Linked DNA regions of Sus scrofa: region 1 is linked to region 2. The links are chromatin contacts, called in public HiChIP or PLAC-seq maps. All regions are on one chromosome and are shown on one strand. The core of a region is the stretch at or near the end of the contact, and the rest is flanking DNA. Distances in the headings are between cores, read along the strand shown.

Region 1 (2,700 bases), core at 82-2,581, 510 kb before region 2:
GGAATAATAATTGTCTCTACTAAAGAAAGCGTTGTGAGAATTAAATTACACAAAGAGCTTAGAATGGTGCCCAGCACATAGTAGGCATACAATAATATATTAATGAGATTCATCTGGGAAAATGATTTTGTATCAATCAGAACCAGAAGATTTTACTACAGATGTTGAGGTTAGCTTTAAATTCTTAAAAGATTTTTATTTCGTTATTTTCAACTTGCTTTCATGCCGTTCGTATTTCACAATGGCATGATTAATCAACCAATTCTAGACTTTTGCTCAGAGGGAAAATGTGGCTTAATCACAGGAGAAGGTCAGTGTCTGGGCAGGGAAGATGCCTGCAGTCAGTGGGGTGCTCCCAGCTGTATTGCTGGGCCTGGGGGTCCCATCCCACGGGGAAATAGGGAGTCAGTATGAAGAGGGCCTGCTGATTTACCGGCCAACTGTTCTAGTTAAAACTCAAATAGCAATTTTCTTCTAAATGCAAATCATAGGCCCATTCACCAAATGAATTAATTCAAATGACAATGCTGTAGCAAAGGAATGAGGATTCTGGTTTTTCATCCCTCTGTTTCTTAAAGAAAAAGCAAGGAAGAAGGGGAGGAAAGAAAGGGTCAAGACAGGCAGGATTCCTCAAGATGATTCAATGGTTCTTAGCTCCCAGAAATTACAATAAAAGGATATAAAACTACAGCACCAATTTCTTCAAAATGGCCCTGTTCTTCTCCAGGGATGGCCTGAGTGCTTGGGGGTATTCGTATATAGGTCTTTGAACCAGAAAAGATATTTGAGATCTCAGCCCTTCCTCTATTAAAAACCATCCAGTGACTCCCAGTCCCCCTCCTCTGAAATGAAATTCAAGGTTGTGAAAAAGGCTTCTACCACCCACTAGATCTGGCCCAGCTTCCCCGGCTCTGTCCTCTGCCACCTGGGGGAGGAAACCACACATTTGTCACATTCCCAACCACCACAAGAGCATCTGCCTGGGGGACACTGCAGGGGGGTTACCCCACCCCCAACTTCTGTGGCTATGACCAATGACCCTCTTTCTGCCTTGTGACACCCTCTGGGTGACACCCACCTACCTTCTCAGAGAAGAAGGACACCATTTCAGATAGTGTACAGGAGAGAAGAATTTTAAGTGCAATGCCTACAGGTATTTTATTGTCATTCTACTTTATTAATTAACGGATTCAAGCTTTTTTCGTATTTCTCAGCCTTGGTCTCATTCTCCCATTTCAGAGCTCAAACTAGGCTGAGTCACAGGAGGACACCCTCAAGCACTTAATTTGAATAATGAGACTGTTCAGTTGAGGGAAAGGAGGAAATTAGAGACCACGAGATGGCAAGAGGAAGTTCTAAAGGCAGAAGTTTGACCAGTGGTGAAGTTAGAGAATCTGCAGATATCTAGACAGGGGTAGCTCCGACACTTACTCCCACCTCCTACCTCCCTAGTGTGTCAGGGTCTCCAAGAGCACCAGGTTCAGTGCTTTGCCAGGAAGATGCACATGCCTCAGTCTTCCATCATACTCACAGCTAAGATTTATTACAATGAAAGGACACAAAGCAAAATCAGCAAAGGGAAACAGGCACGAGCTTCCAAGAGTCATATGCCATGGAGTCGTCCAGCCTCACTTAATTCCCCAGGAACAAAGCATGCCAATACGTTTGATACGATGCTACCCAGGAAAGCCTTTCAAGACTCAGGGCCCGGGTTTTACTGGGGGCTGCATGTGTCAGCATCCTCTGCCTACCACGGCAGCAAATTCCAGACTCCCAGAAGGAAAGCAGCTGTTGAACATAAACCACATTGTCTGTGCAAATAGTTTAGGCCCAGCAAGCCTCTCAGCCACCAGGGTGGTGGGAACCCTCCTGACAGCCTGGTGCCCAGGGCCAATCGAGGGAGCAGGCCTTTCAAAGGACAGCAGTCTCAGGCCTGCAGAGTTAGCTCTTTCTTCTTCTTTTCTTTTCTTTTCCTTTCCTTTCCTTTTTTCTTTTCTTTTCTTTCTTTCTTTTCTCTTTCTTTCTTTCTTTCTTCTTCTTTTTGCTTTTTAAGAACCACGTGTGCGGTGTATGGATGTATTTCCCAGGCTAGGAGTCAAATCAGAGCTGTAGCCACCAGCCTACACCACAGCCACAGCAACACCAGATCCGAGCCATGTCTGTGACCTACACCACAGGTCTGGCAATGCTGGATTGGATCCTTAACCCACTGAGCGAGGCCAGGGATCGAACCTGCGTCCTCATGGATACTAGTCCGGTTCGTTACCACTGAGTCACAACGGGAACTCCAGGGTTAGCTTTCTGCATACCCTCCTGGTCTGCTCAGTGTCCCCTGTGGCACTGCCCCTACAGAGAGTCCCACTCTGGGGCAGAGGCCACTATAGGATTCCTCAGGAAAAGCCAAACAAATCTGTTTAACTACATCCATTTCAAGTGACCTTCTCTTCCTGGGGTGTCAGAGCTTCTGTCAAGATCTAAAACATGGCACAAACGAACCTGTCTACAAAACAGAAACAGACTCACAGACTTAGAGAACAGACTTGTGGTTGCCAAGGGGGAGGGGGGAGGGAGTGGATGGATGGGGAGTTTGGGGTTAGTAGAGGCAAACTATTACATTTAGAATGGAGAAATAATCAGGTCCTACTGTACAGCATAGGGAAATGTGTCCAATCTCTTGGGATAGAACATGACGGAAGATAA
Region 2 (2,734 bases), core at 133-2,632:
ACCCTGGGCTTTGGACTCACGCTGACCTGGGCTTGAATCCTGGCTCCACCACTTCTGAGGAAGGTTGGCCTCAGGCAAGTGTCTCTACCTTGCGAGCTTGAAGAAGGGGCTGTGAGTATGTCCAGAAGTCATTTGTGAAAGGATGCTCAGCGAGTGGTAATGAGAGATAAGGGGCTCCTGAAACAGGCCTCCACCATTTGGCTCTCAGGCAAGGCTGCAGCAGTAGGACAAGCTAGCTGGGCTCAGCAAGGCAAGCTTGCTGCTCTCACACCCTTGTTGGCAAACATCTGAACTTCACAGTCCCTCCCAGTCCTCCCAAAATCAGCCCCCATCAGCCAGGATTTTTTCTTCTCTGGGTGAGCTGTGCTTCTGAGTGGCCAACCCCAAGGCCTTTCCCTCCTCTTAACCGGGCTCCCTCTCAAAGGTAAAGGTGTTGGACTATCTCCAGCTCTTGGTAGGTAAAGCACATCACATTTTTTCTGGCCTCCTCTTCGTAGGCTCACTCCCCAGCACCTGAGGACAGCAATGCTCTGATTCCAGTCCAGTCCCACTTCAAAGCAGGCCAAGACCCCTGCTGTTCCTCCCTGCCCACCAGCATGCACACAGCATCCCTGCAGGTGCAGACATCAATGTAGAGGCAGGAACTCCAAGCTCAGACCATCCGGGTAACTTAATCATGTCCTTCAGCTGTCACCACCAGAACACAGGACGTCCAGCTCATCCCTTATCCCCGACTGTCTTCTCCATAAGGCTCGGATGTCACCTGGCAATGACGACACCCTTGGAAAAGCATACCTTCCCCACCATCCCAGGCAAAGCCTCATTTTCCACATAGTAGTTTTAGAATAGCACTTCTCCCAAATTCTCTTGAGATGTGACTCAAGACAATGTCATCCTGCCAACTTCTTTTGAGTCCTTCCTAACTCTCCGGAAGCCAGGCTTCCGGCCCCTCCCTCAGCCCTGGGAGCAGCCGGAGCCCTGCTGGGTCAGTAGGATCGAAGCCATCGCCTCTCTTGTGGGTTCACATCTTTCAGGGCCAGCACAGCAGTTACACCAAAGCACTTTCCAAACATCCTGATCTGACAAACAGGAAGCCCCTTGGGCCTGTGGAAGAGTGATGGGGCTTAAACCCTTGCTGGTTTCCCAACCCCAAACAGTCTCTCCTTCCCTGTAACAGAGGGCCCTGCAGGCCTGCTGACAGGAAAGCTGCAGTGCCCAGAGAAGCAGCTTCTGACCGGGAAAGTGAAAGGAACCAAAAAATCTGAACCAAAATCTGAGCCAAAAAAGCTCTGATTACTTATAGGGGCTGGCCTTGGGAGGCCACGGCCAAGTTTTCAGCTCAGAGGAGATAATAAAGAGAGTGTGGAGACAAGGAAAGTGAAACCGAACCTGCCATGGCCGCCGCTGATCGGCTCCCCACCCCAAGGAGGAAGTCATCTCTGCATCGGCCTCCAGTACTGCCGAGACCGTAATCACAGAGGGTGGCCACAGCTTCTGCCAGGCCAGCCTCACCCGCCGCTGGGAGGGGGCCTCACCCGCCCTCCTGCTCCCTTGTCCTCAGATGCCAGCAGAGCCTTCAGGCCAAGAGCCTCAAACCCAACAGGCAGCTGGGATCTGTGGACGTGGTCAGGCTGCTGCTGGAGCAGGAGGCAGGGCCTTTGCACTTCAGGTCTATCGGAAGCACCTGGAGGACATTGGCCCGAAGGACCAGGAGGCCCACCCCCTGCAGGGTTTGCCCCAGCAGCTGAGCAGAGTGGGCTGGCTGGGTTTAAGGGAGATAAGAAGAGGGTTTAAACCAGAGAGAGAGATGGGGCAGGAGAGGGAAAGGAAGTAGGGGAGGGATGGGAGAGAGAAGGGAAGGAAGGGGGAGGGTCCTGGCCAGGAGAGCCTAGTTTTAGTGGAGTGCAATATTTTCCCAGTATAAGCCACCAGACAGCTGTCCATCGTGTTCACAGTTACCCTTAAAAGCTTTACAGGAGATAGTCATTTTTTCAAGTGGCCTAGTGGTTAAGAGTTGGGTCAGGGTTGCCTTAGATAAATTCTAAACCTCCCTTTTCTCATCTATAAAATGATGACAGTATGTTTCTACCTTTAGGGTTGTTGTAAGAATTGAGTGAGGTAATGTTTATAAAGCACTTAAGCACAGTGCCCGGCACATAGTAAACTCTCCATAATTACTACTCTTATTATTTATTACTCTTGTCCTGAGTGGTGGATAAGCATTGAAATGAACAGAGTCTGGTTTCCTGAGGCTAACCCTTATGGAAGATGCATGCACAGCCCTAGAACAAGAAAGATTCAGAAAACCAAATTTCAAAATTGCCAGTGGTAGGACGCTAATGATTTCATCTATAGCCTTCAGTGGATATGGCTTGATTTAGGAAGTGTGTAGCCAGACCCACTGCAGACATGCTCCATTGTGACAAAAGCAGACAATTTTATTTCCCTATTTCTTATTTCTTTTTCTTATAGTAAATTTTCTCTGCCTCTCTCCCAGATAGGATCTACAAGGCCTGGGGATCTTCTTAATAATTTACGGAAAGGGCCAACAGCAGCAAGGAGAGCATTGACACAACCTGGCCCAGTTCTCCAGACCTGCTCATGGCTGTCACTTGGGCTGCAAGCCTTCCTCTTCCTCCCCAGACTGTTCCTGGAAGGTGTGGAGATGCAATGATGCATTCCACGCCCCAGAACTTACTCGTGGTGTCAGCAGACAGACCCAGTGTTTCCAGCT

Evidence for each region. HiChIP or PLAC-seq counts read pairs in DNA pulled down with a chosen protein or histone mark.
Region 1: an H3K27ac HiChIP or PLAC-seq map of alveolar macrophages shows a contact between it and region 2. The contact joins two enhancer-like sites. A contact is called at or near these places in 3 of 47 Hi-C or Micro-C datasets (adipose tissue, blood and liver) and 1 of 2 datasets of contacts at active chromatin or transcription factors (alveolar macrophages).

The regions. Positions count from the first base shown.
Region 1 is chr7:89,720,907-89,723,606 of Sscrofa11.1, reverse strand. No RefSeq gene overlaps it. Among named protein-coding and RNA genes, the nearest start is that of FUT8, 200 kb to the right of the region's middle. Within about 2 kb of position 1,331, at least 8 of the 83 cell types and tissues checked have an H3K27ac peak or open chromatin away from gene starts, as enhancers often do. A contact at or near this core is called in alveolar macrophages, where this site is marked.
Region 2 is chr7:89,210,434-89,213,167 of Sscrofa11.1, reverse strand. It overlaps LOC102158121 (a long non-coding RNA gene), which reads left to right. Exons shown (of 3, transcript XR_304613.2): 3 at 2,498-2,734. Among named protein-coding and RNA genes, the nearest start is that of MAX, 44 kb to the right of the region's middle. Within about 2 kb of position 1,382, at least 44 of the 83 cell types and tissues checked have an H3K27ac peak or open chromatin away from gene starts, as enhancers often do. A contact at or near this core is called in alveolar macrophages, where this site is marked.